2 separate regions of the Mus musculus genome follow, and region 2 is linked to region 1. A link is a contact called in public promoter capture Hi-C data. All regions are on one chromosome and are shown on one strand. Each heading gives the region's core, a stretch centred on a gene start, on an enhancer-like site or on the middle of the called end of the contact. The rest is flanking DNA. Distances are from core to core; before and after follow the strand shown. Region 1 holds the start of Tasp1 (taspase, threonine aspartase 1). Region 2 holds the start of Kif16b (kinesin family member 16B).

What was found. Promoter capture Hi-C pulls out the DNA fragments that hold promoters and counts their contacts.
Region 2: a promoter capture Hi-C map of liver shows a contact between it and region 1, with 7 times the contacts expected there. The contact joins the promoter of Kif16b here to the promoter of Tasp1 in region 1. A contact is called at or near these places in 11 of 39 promoter capture datasets (the 3T3-L1 cell line, 3T3-L1-derived adipocytes, the C10 cell line and 5 more), 1 of 484 Hi-C or Micro-C datasets (CD4 T cells), 2 of 115 datasets of contacts at active chromatin or transcription factors (astrocytes and embryonic stem cells) and 1 of 9 other capture datasets (liver).

The regions. Positions count from the first base shown.
Region 1 is chr2:140,061,431-140,068,660 of GRCm38.p6, forward strand. It overlaps Tasp1 (taspase, threonine aspartase 1), which reads right to left and starts at 5,375. Exons shown (of 14, transcript NM_001159640.2): 1 at 5,324-5,375.
Region 2 is chr2:142,897,427-142,904,318 of GRCm38.p6, forward strand. It overlaps Kif16b (kinesin family member 16B), which reads right to left and starts at 4,038. Exons shown (of 26, transcript NM_001081133.2): 1 at 3,899-4,038. The coding sequence starts at 3,945. It overlaps Kif16bos (kinesin family member 16B, opposite strand), which reads left to right and starts at 5,539. Exons shown (of 2, transcript NR_131921.1): 1 at 5,539-5,815; 2 at 5,929-6,146.

The DNA.
Region 1 (7,230 bases), core at 4,125-6,624:
TAGTCTTGGCTATATAGAGTGACTATCTCAAAAACAAAACAACAATAATGAAAAATTATCGGATTATACAGCAAATTCTATTTCCAATTATATACCCAGAAAACTATCATCCACATACACAATTCTATCTGAACAAAGTTGTCTAAGGCACAAGTCCTGGCTTCCCGTAAACTGTACTTCTTAATCTCCTTACACTCCTTACACTTCCTGCAAGCATGCCAACCCACAGTGCTTCTTCATGAGGCCTCTAGGCCTATTGTAACATCGCCAGAACTGTCCTTCCTGCCAATCTTTCAAAACAATCCTCTCAGCAAATCTTTTAGCTTTTTTATGTTCTTACTTGAAATAAAATTATAGCTAGAGTGAGCCACAGATTTTTCCCTTGGAGCTCAGTCTTGATGTTACTTATAAAAATGAGCTCATTTTCCCACTAAAGCCTTTTTTTTTCCTTTTTTTTTTTTTTTTTGGTTTTGAGACAGGGTTTCTCTGTGTAGCCCTGGCTGTCCTGGAATTCACTCTATAAACCAGGCTGGCCTCAAACTCAAAAATCCTCCTGCCTCTGCTTCCCAAGTACTGGGATTAAAGGAATACGCCACCACTGCCCAGCTTCATACATCTTTTTTTCCATACTACATAATCTTCTAACACACCTTAAAGTCATCTCAAACTGCACCAAAATCCTATAGGTTTCTTCTACCCATGTTTAGCCCAAATACCTCTTAGCATAAATATTGCACAACATTTACACTTTTCTCCATAAACACAAGCTATCAGAGAGCAACCTTTCACAAGAGACTGCCACAATAAAACCCATGGGATAATACTGAGCAACACAAATCAGAAACAGACAATATACTAAAGAAAATACAAGCTGAACATCCAATATTAAAGAATATTCAAAAAAGAACAAAAAAAAGTTTATAACTAACACCATACTGGTACCTTAAGCTGAATGAAATTGTTTTGAAAAGGAATCCATACATAGGCAGGAAAAACCTGACAATGTACAATACTGTAAAGAGCATTTTTGCTGATACTGTACATATAAACTGCAATCTATACAAACACAAGTTAACAGAATCAAAGATACACCTTTAAGGAGAACTTCAAAATCCTGTTTTCTCTAATACCCTTCATGTTTGAACTTGTTTTACTCAGTACTGTCCATTGAAGAGACTTTTTATTTGACCATTTCTGAGACCAAGATGAATGCTAATTCACCAATCATCAAGACCAAAAGGGAACCTCAAAACCTCCTTTCTTTTTTACTTCGGAGATTTTCTAGGTACTAACTTAGCATCTAATCTTGACCTTGGGTCTCTCAAGTTTCTATGTGTCTGTATGTATTTTTTCCTCTCACATGTCATGATACTTGCTTTTTAAATAAACAATTTAGAAAAGTATCACATGTCCCATTTAATCTTTCCAAAGCAGTGTAGGAAGAAGATTGTCAAGCAATCATCTATCTCATAACAAAATATTCCTTTGCAGGAGAGATCCAGCCCTTATGCTACTGCAATTGGTAATACGGACGGACCATGCTGTTCTGGGGCCCTGGTGGCACAGGACTTTTACCCAGCCCTTAAGGGAGGCACAGAGGAGGGTCACTGCAAACTCAACGCCAGCCTGGTATCCAGAATTGGTTTCAGCCCACTCATGGATATGAAGTGAGAAGCTATTCCATATTAAAAAACAAACACAGTATTTTGTGAGTTTGGTATCATGACATTGACAGCTTCATGCTTCATTAAAAGAGTTCCAGAACAAATGTATATTCATGTTTAATCTGTAATTCTACTCCTAGAAACACTTTCCACCTAAATTTTAAATACAGAAAAAGCTTAGTCTTCCTTTGGTTGTTTTGGGTGGTTGGTTATGATTTGTTTTGTTTTGCTTCATTTTGTGAGATAGGGTCTCATGGAGCCCAGGCTGACCTCAAACTCCTGATCATCTTCCTTCCACTTCCCAAGTTCTAGGACTACCAGCATGTGCTAGCACTCCTGGTTAGCTTTACGTCTTTTATGCTATGCTTAATATAGAATAATACAGGATTTTAAACACATATGCAACTTAAGAATTCAACAGAAAGGGATGGGTTATACAGTAACATTATTCATGGTCAGTTGATTTTCAAGATGAATGCCAAAGGGGGAAGGGCCAGGGTCGGGGAACATACTCCTTTAATCCCAGGACACAGGAGGCAGATGCAGACAGATCTCTGTGAGGGAGTTCCAGGACTGGCAAGACTACATGGAGAGACCCTATCTTGAAAAACAAAAACAAAAGATAAACATATCCAGGCCATTGTGTGTGTGTGTGTGTGTGTGTGTGTGTGTGTGTGTTGTGGGGTGTGGGTGGTGGGTGGGGCTGGGTAGTCAGCAAGGGTGGGGAGAATTAGAGAAGGCAGAGTAAAGCCCTACCCCTCCCTGTAGGTACACTGAATCCAGCACTTCAAAACTATCAGTCAGACCTATAAAACTTAGAGTAACGGGCAATTATACATAGATAAATATTTCTGACTCTGGATTCAGCATTTTTGTTTTGTTTGGTTTGGTTTGGGGTTTTTTGTTGTTGTTTTTCAAGACAGGGTTTCTCTGTGTAGCCCTGGCTGTCCTGGAACTCACTTTGTAGACCAGGTTGGCCTCAAACTCAGAAATCCGTCTGCCTCTGCCTCCCAAGTGCTGGGATTAAAGGCGTGTGCCACCACCGCCCGGATTATTTTTGTTTTTTTTAAAGATTTATTTATTATTATAAATAAGTACATTATAGTTGTCTTCTGACACACCAGTAGAAGGCATCAGATCTCATTACGGGTGGTTGTGAGCCACCATGTGGTTGCTGGGATTTGAACTCAGGACCTTCAGAAGAGCAGTCAGTGTTCTTAACCGCTGAGCCATCTCACTAGGCCTTATTTTTATTTTTATTTTTTTGGTGGTGGTAGTTTTGTTTCTTTCTTGCTTGCTTGCTCGGTTAGTTTTTGGAGACAAGGTCTATTTGAGAGAAAGAAAAAAAAATCCCTGTATTATGTAGCTCTGGCTACCCTGGAAATTGTTCAGAGATCCCCTTTCTTCTGCCTTCTGTGTTGTGAGATTTAAGGCAGGTGCCACACTACACCCAGCCTCAGAAATGGTTTCTTAAGTCAGATGTTTGACACAAGATTGGTCTACACAGTGAATTTCCAGGCCACAGTAAGACCCATCTCAAAAAAAAATAAAATAAAATAAAAATAAAAGCCACCTAGGGCTGGAGAGATGGCTTAGTGATTAAGAGCACTAACTGGCTGCTCTTGATTCCCAGCGCCCACATGGCAGATCACAACCTTCTTAAGTCCTATCCCAGGAGACCTGATGCCATCTTCTGGCCTCTGTTGATAACAGGCAAGAATGTGGTACACAGACATATATGCAGGCAAAACATGCATCCACATAAAATAAAATTTAAAATATCTAGTCAAACAACTTAAATATTTCTCCAAAACTATGTAATGTTTTATAAATACAAAGATAGATGCTTAAGATTATTCATCATAAAAATCAAAACAATAGTGAGACACTATTTCCCTAGTACCACTATAAGACGCATATAATCAAAACAGGTGTCTGGAGATGAAGACCTTTCTTATCTGCAGGATTCAATGTGCTGTGATCATTCTGGAAAGTGTCTGTTGAGTTCTCCAAACATAACCACCCAGAAGTTCCACTTCTATATACATAACCAAAAAAACAAAAAGATCAAATATAAAACTAAAATCAAATATCCACACAAAAAGTTACAAATATGATGTGTACAGAATTATTCCAAAATAACCCGAAGGACCAAACAATCCAACTGCATATCCATAAAAAGGAACGGGGGAGGTACATCCATCAGTGGTAGGATGCTCACCCAGCATGTGTGCGGGTCCATCCCCAGAATCAATGGGGGGGGGGGTAACATAAACACAAAGGAATGAGGCATTATTACATAGCTATGGACAAATCTTGAAAACATTATGCTCACTGAAAGAAGCTAGACACAAAAGGACACCTGTTACATACTTCTATTTACTTAAACCGTACAAAACAGAAAGATACATACTAAACCATGGATCAGAAGTTGGGGGAAACTGGAGAAGGGTAAGTAACTGTACTGGGCACAAGATATCTGGGGAAGGTGATAAAAATTGGTCTGGAACTAGACAGCAACGACATACATACAACTTTTGAATCCTTAAAATGAGAGAGGGGGAGAGAGAAGCTTACAATTTAAGAGGATTTTGGTACTGTGTTGATTACACCTCAATAAGAAAAAAAATAAAATAACCAGGGTTGGAAAGACAGCTCGGCAATAAAGAGCACTTGCTTCTAGCGGACCTGAGTAAGTTCCTAGCACCACTCGCTGGCTTACATCCATCCTTGATTCCCCCAGATGCCCTCTACTGGCCTGCACGGATATGCCCATGCTCGCGGTGCAGACATTATGATGCAAGCAGTCACACACATAAACTAAAATAACCCTCTCCCCTCCCCCAAAAAAAGGCAAAACCAATCTATCCGTGCAATGAATGCAACATATACAAAACTGCAATTTCTAGTTTTAACCATATTATACACATACACTTGTCGGTGACATCTACAACACCTAAGAAATTATAAAGCACAAAATCCTTAGTGGCGGCAACTATGTTAATCTCTTGTTCTGCAATTCCCAAGCATTTTCTAATAACCACGGCCACTGCTTCTAATAACCAAACGCCTGAGTGCGTAAGATAAACTCCCTTAGCTTGTTATTCAAAGAAAGGTCTTGGTTCAATGGCCCCCAATAAACCTTCCCTTCCTCTCCTCGGTATAATTAAGTTGAACTCGGAGGAATCCCTATGCCTTCTACTTCAAAACACCTCCAGTTTACAGCTACTCGCCCGCCTCTCCAGCATCTTCACTGACTCAGTCCTAGCCACCTCTACACTGACTGGATGCTACATGTCCCTCGGGACGCTAACCCGGGCTCTAACAGACTCAGGGAAGCTCTGACCCCACCGCGACATCTGTCTGTGACACATCCCGGGCCCGCTGTGGACCTGGGACACGTGAGTTCCCTGTAGCCTGGGACTGCACAGCGCGCGAAGAGCTCCGAGAACTCCGCAGCCAAGGGAACTGGCGGCCCCCACGCGTGACCACAACTCCGGGCCGGGGAATCCGTGGGGCCCTGCGCCGGGCCGGACAGGTGGCGCCGTGAGAGCCGTCCCGAGCGGTGGCGTGAGGACGCCACGCGGGCCTGCCGGACCATACGGAGACCGAGGCTAGGCAGCGGCGACGCGGACAGCGTCAGAACGAGGGACACTCACCCGCGTCAGCGCAGAGCACTCACACACAGGAAGTAGTCGTTCGCCCGTTGCCAGGGTGAGGAAGCGGGAGTGGCGTAAAGCCTTTCCATTGGTCGACGTGCACACGTGGCCGGAAGCAGACGCCCCGCGAGCCTGAGTCCTAATCGCCTAGGCTATAGCGTCTCTCTCTTTAAGCGTTTGAGCTGAGACACTCCGCGGTTATTTCTGGCTTCTGATATCTGAGGGTTTTTTAAAATATGTATTTATTGGCCTATTGGGGGTTTGTTTGTTGTCATAGCTATACAATCGCCGTTGCCCACCTTGCTTTCATTGTGCTCGGTAATTAGCTTTGAGGATGTGTCTACCTGTTACCCACGAAGTTGACTGACGAGCGGGTTGCACGTTATGAAAATAGTAGCCATCATTGATGAGGGCGTTGCAGAAGAACCCTTCCCTCATCCATGTAGCCTTGACCCCTATGGAAAAGCAGGATTCAACCTAGGTTTTGTTTAAGTGGGAGTCAGAAAAGGTAGTTAGTCTTTAACTGTCCAAGATCAAAGACCAAGAGCCAGTAGCAATCCTTGTAACTAGTATCAAGAATGGTTTGACAGCCTGTTTGTGGGGAGCAGAGATTAGAAGGAATAGAACACTGCAGGTTAGGTATCAGTCGTCTGAGATACTTGAGAAGTATTTGGGAATTTTCTTTTCTTCAAATTTTGAAATACTTGCTTATACATAATAAAACGTCCTGGGTGATAGGTTATTTCTCCAACGGTGAAATGAGCCAATTCAAACCAATTAAGATTATATTAAAGGCAGAATATTGGGAAGTTGCTTTCAGGGGAGTTCACTGGCCCCAAGGATTGAGGCCAGGGGAGCATTGGAGGTGAGAGAAGAGAAGGAAAACAAGGGAGACCAAAATATCTTGATTATAGAGGGAAGAGCCTCTGGGGGAAGGGCAGCTCGGCCGCTGGACTGGAAAGTTCAGGGTTGGGGCAGGGTTCGCCAAGAAGGGACTGAGGGATGCTGAGTGAAACTGAAGTTCAGGTGTGCTTTGGTATGTAAAATATGCGCCTCAGTCCCTTGTCCCTGGTCCCAAACCAAAGCAGTGGATGAGACTCCAGTTGCAAAAATACTCAGCTGTATTTCATGCAGACCTTATACACAGAGACTAAAGGTAATTTTGTAACGCATTTTTAAATAGTTTTGTGCACAGTGTGGGAGCAGCTGAGGTTTTGGATTTTTAGATGAGATGTTTCAGCATGTATTTTCACATGTATCCTATGTGAGGTCTCAGACCAGCAGTTTAGAATTACCTAAACTCTTACTTAAAAATGCAAATTCTTAGAATCCACCTAAATGAATGTTTGTTGTTTTGTTTTGTTTTGTTTTTTCCGAGACAGTGTTTCTCTGTATAGCCCTAGTGGTCCTGGAACTCACTTTGTAGACCAGGCTGGCCTCAAACTCATATCCGCTTATCTCTCTGCCTCCCTAAAGGCTGGTCTTTTAACAAGCCCTTTGGGTAAATGTAACGCACCTAAAGCATTACTGGATTGTGGAATTTCTTGGTTTAATCTTAGCGGTGGAGCAGGAAGGGTGATAAGCCCGACGCCCCAGAAGAGGAGAGCAACCAATAACGGGGCTTTTAGATGATCAAGAACGAAGTGCAAGAAGGCAGTTTGAGGATGAGGAGTTTAGTGATTTTTATCCTGTCATCCCTAGATTAAAATATGTGAATTGAAAAAAAAATTCATCTGCTGGTAATCCCAAACACATAATTAATAATTCTTATATTGTTTAAGATATCTTCTTAATAATTTTCTTTTATGGGTAAAAATTAAGAGACAGTTATGAAATTTATCTGTGTAAGCAGCACATAAGATTTGAAAGGGAATGTAGAGAACAGTAAGGAAAAAAATTCTTTAGAA
Region 2 (6,892 bases), core at 2,788-5,287, 2.8 Mb after region 1:
AAGGGGAACTGTGTTAATATATGAAGTATAAAGACAACTAGGTTTCTACACACAATCCCTGAGTTCAATTCCTAATGCAGCAAAAGAAAAAGAGACAAAATAGAACACAGGGAATGGACAAGCCAGGAACTGAATTAGGATCACTGCATTTGGAAATCAGAACCCGGGCCATACAAACCACTAGGCAGTAAAAATAAACATCATATCATGGCTGGGATCAAATTCACTCAGGGAACAGAGAGAGGGCTGAGAAGGCTCAGGACTCAGGCAAATTCACACTGGCCCCTCTTCTTCAGAAGATGCCAAGAGCACCCTCACTTCATTAGTGGCCTTTTTTGTCTTTGGTGAAATCGCCTGAAACTTTCTTACTTGAAATAGTAACTAGAAACAAGAGATAGATAGATAGATAGATAGATAGATAGATAGATGATAGATATGATGGATAAATAGAGATGGTAGGTAGATGGTTAGATGATTGATAAATTACAAATAGATGAGATAGATAAGATAGATAATAGAGATATATAGATAGATAATAGATAGATAATTGATAAACAGATGACAGATGATTGATAGATTATAGACAGATGAGATACATAGATTAGATAGATAAGATAGCAGTTTCCTCCAGTTGTCTACAACAATCACCCAAAATTATTCCCAGAGACAATAGCTCTAAGTAGTTTTTAAAAATATTCACACAACCAAGTTTTTAATCATTAATTGTGCAATTATACAAAACTCTTCCCAGCTAGAGACAATAGCTCTAAGTAGCTTTTAAAAATCACAGAACCAAGTTTTCAATCATTAATTGTACAATTATACATAAATATGACAATTCAAATAGTAAAAGAGGAAGAAAAACTTTCCATCCTTGCTATCTATCTTCCTACACAGAGGCACCTCTGCCAGGTGTTTATAAACTGCTCTAGACAGGCAGAGCAGGGTCTCAGTAGTTTTCTCACACATATGTACATACACTCCAGCCTACTATATGTGTGTATATGTGTATCTTGCTTTCATAAGTCTCCTAACTTGGAGATGGCTCATTTACAGTGAACCCACAATTTTTATATGCTACATAGAATGACTTCAGTTACAGTTTTGACAAATCTCCAGTGTTTCTATGTTCTGGTCATCTATGGTTTATTTGGGTTTTTTATAGGTATTGTTACAACAAAGCAACACCATCCTTATAAACACATCTTGGTAGATATATATTAACCTGATGCATATATTAAATTTTGACAGATGAAGTTCCCCGAGCAGGGGTAAAAACAGTTACTTCCAATCACCATGATACCTTGCAGGACTTAGGAATTAGGTCACATGCTTTAAGTTGCCATTAGCGTGTCTCTACTTCACTGCCATTTTCTGGATAACTGGCTCCAGAAACTACTCTCAGGATAGTTACCAGTATCCTCACCTCTTTGACCAAGAACCGCCTTCATCTTAGTAACATTTGATACCAACAGCCACTACAGCCTACAGGGACTCTGGCTCATTTCCATGACAGCAAGCCCTTCTTCTACTTGGAATCCTAAGGACAGACATATCCAGCCATCCAATCCCTGACTCCCATTCTCCTGTATAGATAGATTTCCACATGATAATCATAGAAGTATCAAGACTTAACCAGGATTCCAACCAACCACCCGGAACAGAAACATGATTCAAAGATTCAAATTAAACAAGCATGCAACACTCACTGTCTAAACGCTGAGTTGGTAACTCATACTTCCTGCACTTCATGAACACTGGAATGGCTAAGGATGCTCTCAACTTCATTATGTCCTCTCCTCAAATCTTTCCAGCTCTTTGACCACTTAAGCTAATGACTCTCGGAGTCTCCCTATTCCTGCTCCTTCCCATGCAGTAAGTCACCAAATTTTACCAAGATACCAGGAAACTGTCTTGGTGTATCCAATCCACCTTCCCATCTCCACCCCTTGTCCAGATCACTGCTTCCTTAGCTTTTGTCCCAATCCTGATGTCACCAGCATTACTTGCTGGGCACAGATCCTACCTGCCTGCCTACTCAAATCATAAGGCTTCTGTAATGGTTTTCTGCCTCCACGGGCCTGGACTCGAGGCCTATTCTGACAAGGCCCTGAACACACAGCACCCCTTCTACAAAGTCCAGACTGATGAATTTCATCATCCTTCCCTCATTAGACACTACACTCCTAAAAGACACTTACATCTACCCATATTTAGTAAGTGTTTTCTAAAGTTATCTGATACTATTTTCTAGCATATGTTCACATTGTTCAAAAAGAGAACTCGATGGGCGTGGTGGCACACGCCTTTAATCCCAACACTCGGGAGGCAGAGGCAGGCGGATTTCTGAGTTCGAGGCCAGCCTGGTCTACAAAGTGAGTTCCAGGACAGCCAGGGCTACACAGAGAAACCGTCTCGAAAAAAAACAAACAAACAAACAAACAAACAAACAAACAAAAAAAACTCTTGCCGGGCAGTGGTGGCGCATGCCTTTAATCCCAGCACTAGGGAAGCAGAGGCAGGCAGATTTCTGAGTTTGAGGCCAGCCTGGTCTACAGAGTGAGTTTCAGGACAGCCAGGGCTACACAGAGAAACCTTGTCTCAAAAAACCAAAAACAAATAAATAAGCAAATAAATAAAACCAAACAAACAAACAAAACCTTTTATAATATAAATGCTTAAAAATAGAAACAAAACATTTAAAAGACTCCAGGGGTCTATTTATCTTGTATTGATTGGGTATGTGAAGAAACAAATATTCTCCTGAGACTCACACACACACACACACACACACACACACACTCACTCACTCACACACACAAGTCAAACTCCCTAAAAAGTTTTAGAGGTAATTTGAAAATCACACACAAAATGCACTGACTTTCAAAAGCACTGGTATTTATGGATCTACAGCATGATAATGGTTCTTCTACTTGAAGATAAAAAAAAAAAAAAAAAAATAGACTCAGGAGAGTCCAGTAAAATCTGCTGCCCTAACTGGCTGTCAGAACCAACAAACACTGACCTCCTGAAGTAGACAGCATGACTAAGGGAGAACAGCCATATGGCAAGTCAAATGTCCAAGAACTGAAACAGCAATAAACACGAACTGCTTTGTGTGCCCTACGCCCGTCAACTTGGAGGGCATTCACTTATATGCACGTCATTCTCTGGTTAAGCCCATTTAACCTTCTCAAAAGTTAACTTTCTCAAAGCTTCTTTCTGAACTGATGAGGAAGTCGCTGAAAATGGTTTTCAGTCAATGAGGAGAGGAGAGTCACGATGCAAGGCACTACTTTGTAGGAAAAATATAAGAGGTTACACACTAAGTGTGTTCTCACTTTGTGCCCCCTTAACTTGAGTCAAACACGTGCACGTACGTAACTCTCCTTTCGAGGAGTCAAAACTTTGTTGAAGTTTCCTCATCCCCCATGTAAACCTTAACTTATGAACTGCTAACTTTCTGTTTAGACGATGGGTTCACGTTCAAGGACCTGAAAATTCTCTCCAGATTAGAAGGTAACATGATTAACAGAGACTTTGGAGTTGGCACAAGTGAGCGTGTGTCTGACAGCTCGGGGAACCCCTCACACTTCCATGATCGCCCCCAAGTATTTCACTTCACCAACGTGGTTCCTTGGTGTTTTTTTTTTAAAGGGCGAGCAAGAGAGCCTCACGTTCTGGGATGGGGACTGTACATGGAAATCTCCCCGGCCTCGCGGACACTTCCCCTCAGAGTCCCCTTCAACGCGGGAGAGCTTTGCCCTTCAGGACCGCCAAGGCCACTGGCACGGCCAGGTGGGTCAGGGGTTTGTCCCTTTCAATCCAGACCGGCCTCTGAGCGGGGCTGCCCGGGGTTGGGGTGTGGCGAGGGTGGGGGGCGGGAGGCCCCACTCACCTGCGATTCATGGGCCGGACTCTCACGGCCACCTTGACCGATGCCATAGCTCATCCCGGCCCGGCCCGCGGGGGCTTCCAACAGGCCTGCGCCCCGCGGCCGCCGGCCACTCCAGCGACTGTGCCCGTGCCCGCGCCCCCGCCCACTTCCCTCTCACCCGCCCCTCGGCTAGGGCCGACCTGGAGTTGCTAGGCGGCCACACCTGCCAGGCCACTGAGCATGCCCAGAGCGGCTCCGGCCCGCGTGATCCACGCACCGGGGTTTGGCAGCTGCCTACGGCGCGAAGGGGCGGGGCCCGGAAGTCTGGGCCCCGCCTCTTCGGTGGCCACGCCCCAGCGCAGCCCCACCTCGAAGTCAATGGCAACCGGCTGTGCTGTCTCTAACTCGGAAAGTCAAACCCAGTCAGGCCCAGGACGATCACTGCATTTAGAGCATTCTCAAGGAAACCGAGGAATGGACTACCGAAAACGAGCATTGCAACCAATAACATGGTCCTGACTTTATACGGCCCGTGCTCGTCAACTCATCTGTCTTGTTGAGAAGCGAAAGGTCGTGGAGAACTCTGAGGGACTGCTCTGTTTCTTCAAAGAGTTCTAAGCATGTGTTCTGAACCACAAAATTTAGGGTACCAAGAAAACAAAGGATCGAGGATTTTTTTAGGCAGATAGAAATGTCGTTATATTGGTTGGAATCATATCTAAAGGGAGTTTTTGCATTTTGGGGACAGTTTAGCAATTTAACTTTAGTCATTGGATCAAAAGTGAGGACACCCGCTTTCTTCTTTCTTTCTTTCTTTCTTCTTCTTCTTCTTCTTCTTCTTCTTCTTCTTCTTCTTCTTCTTCTTCTTCTTCTTCTTCTTCTTCTTCTTCTTCTTCTTCTCCTTCTCCTCCTCCTCCTCCTCCTCCTCCTCCTCCTCCTCCTCCTCCTCCTCCTCCTCCTTCTCCTCCTTCTCCTCCTTCTCCTTCTCCTTCTTCTTCTTATTCTTCCCTTTTTTTTTATGAGCTAAAGCCCCTGGCATCAGTGATTTCTTACCGGGCTATCTCCCTGTAAATTCATTCAGTTAACCCTATGCCTTCACCTGTAAGTCACCTGCTGGACACAAAAACTCCAGTATCAACTATCTTCCTCCTGCCCCAGTCAGGGTCGCTCAAAACTTACAGACCAGCCTTCCTCCTGGACCCTGATCTCCTGCCTTTGCACTTGCTGATGGAGTATAAAGCAAGCCTACTGACTTGCTCCTCCTCACCCTCGAGGTCTCTAACGACCACAATGGAACATTCTGTCCTCAAGACCAGCATATCCCCGCTATTATTTCACTCCCGGGCAGATGACTTCGGTTCAAATGGTCTCTAGAAAGCTTAGATGTGATGCTGCTTAAGTCCCTGAGGGGAGCCGAAAAAGTCTCCCGGGTTTTTGGCTCGAACTCCAATACTAGCTTTGAGTCTTCCAGTCTGCCTCGCCTGCTAAACTGGAACTCCAAGGGTTTAATAATAGACTAAGTGAAATAATACGACGGCCAATGTGTGGTCCACTAGTACCAGGAGTCCTCATCTCAGCTTTCCTAGAACCCTTCAAGGTAGGGTAGAATCAGAACGTCCCCTTTGTTCGGAGTCCTACAAAGCCTGGACTAAGGCGCTTACAAGTTTAGAAATGGGCGCAGAGTCAGCCAATCAAGGGCGGGAAAACTCGGAGGGTTGAAAATGGGGCGCATGCGCAATAGCAGAAGCAGCGGGCGGGTCCAGGCACAGCCGCCAGCCAGGCTGCACCCGGCTGTGGCAGCCACGGGCAGGGGCGGAGCCCGCCGTATATGGGAGCTGCTTGGGGACAAACTGTGTAGGGTGCGCTCTCGGGCGGGCAGGGCTTCAACACCCTACCAGCTGTAGAGTCGCTGAGAGCAACCAAGACAACCAAGAACAGGTGTGCGAATTCTGCACTCAACTGCAAATCACTTGTTAATGTGAGTTCCTGTTCCTGGAGGTTTTGCTTGTCCAGTTTGGGCTTATGCAGGCCATTCTATCCATAATTTCCAGCAGCCTACACGTGTACATAATCCTCTGATTCCAACACCACCTTGCGATTTGACACAACCGACAAAGTGCTGCGGCCCACGGAACACGAACAGCAAGCCTGCGGATTTTAAACTAGAAGCAGCGAGGTTTCTCGCCAGAGAAATGACTGAACAGCCACCCCTTGATTAATTTACTCTCTGCACCAAGAAAAATGAATAAACAGGAAGGTTTTTAAGGGCTTGCTCATCTTCTCAAATTCCAATGAATCTCTGGTACCCCTTTCATTTGTTTCTGTCTTTAGAAATTTTAGACTTTTTAAAGTCTTCCAGGACTTAACCTGCACAGAAGCTTCCTCCGGAAGTCAAGTGTGAGGCTCCCCGCGTGAGGCTCCCCATTGACTAACTGCTAAGCACAGCATCAGTTTGGTAAGGACAACTGCCAGGAGAACTGTTACTCAGAAGAATCACCAAATAAAGTCTCTTAAAGCTCCTGAACGTGTATGGGGGGGGGGGGATTACCTCTATATAGTCTCCTCTAATTAAAATAAAATGTGCAGCTGTAGTAACATCTGAAATTTTGATGATACTGGAAATCACAGATATTTAGGGACTGTTGCAGCTCTCTCAGATTGTTCTTCCTTTTTTATTTTGACTTTGAAATTAGGCCAGTTGTGAAGCTGATACTATAACTTGTTATTTAACAAAAGGACACATAACTTCATTATATTTATTTTCTATACTGTGGTTCTTGTTCAGAAACATTGGTTTTTGTTTTGGATCTCATATCGTTTACATGATGGATGTAAAACAGTTATTCTGGGGCTGGAGCGATGACTCTTGCCAGTTAAGAGCACTTGATGCTTTTGCAGAGGATGGGGACTCCGTTCTCCGCTCCTACATCGGGCAGTTTACAACCATCTGTAACTCTAGGTGATCGAATGTTCTTTCCCAGCCTCTGCCAGCACAGGTGCACACTACACACACAC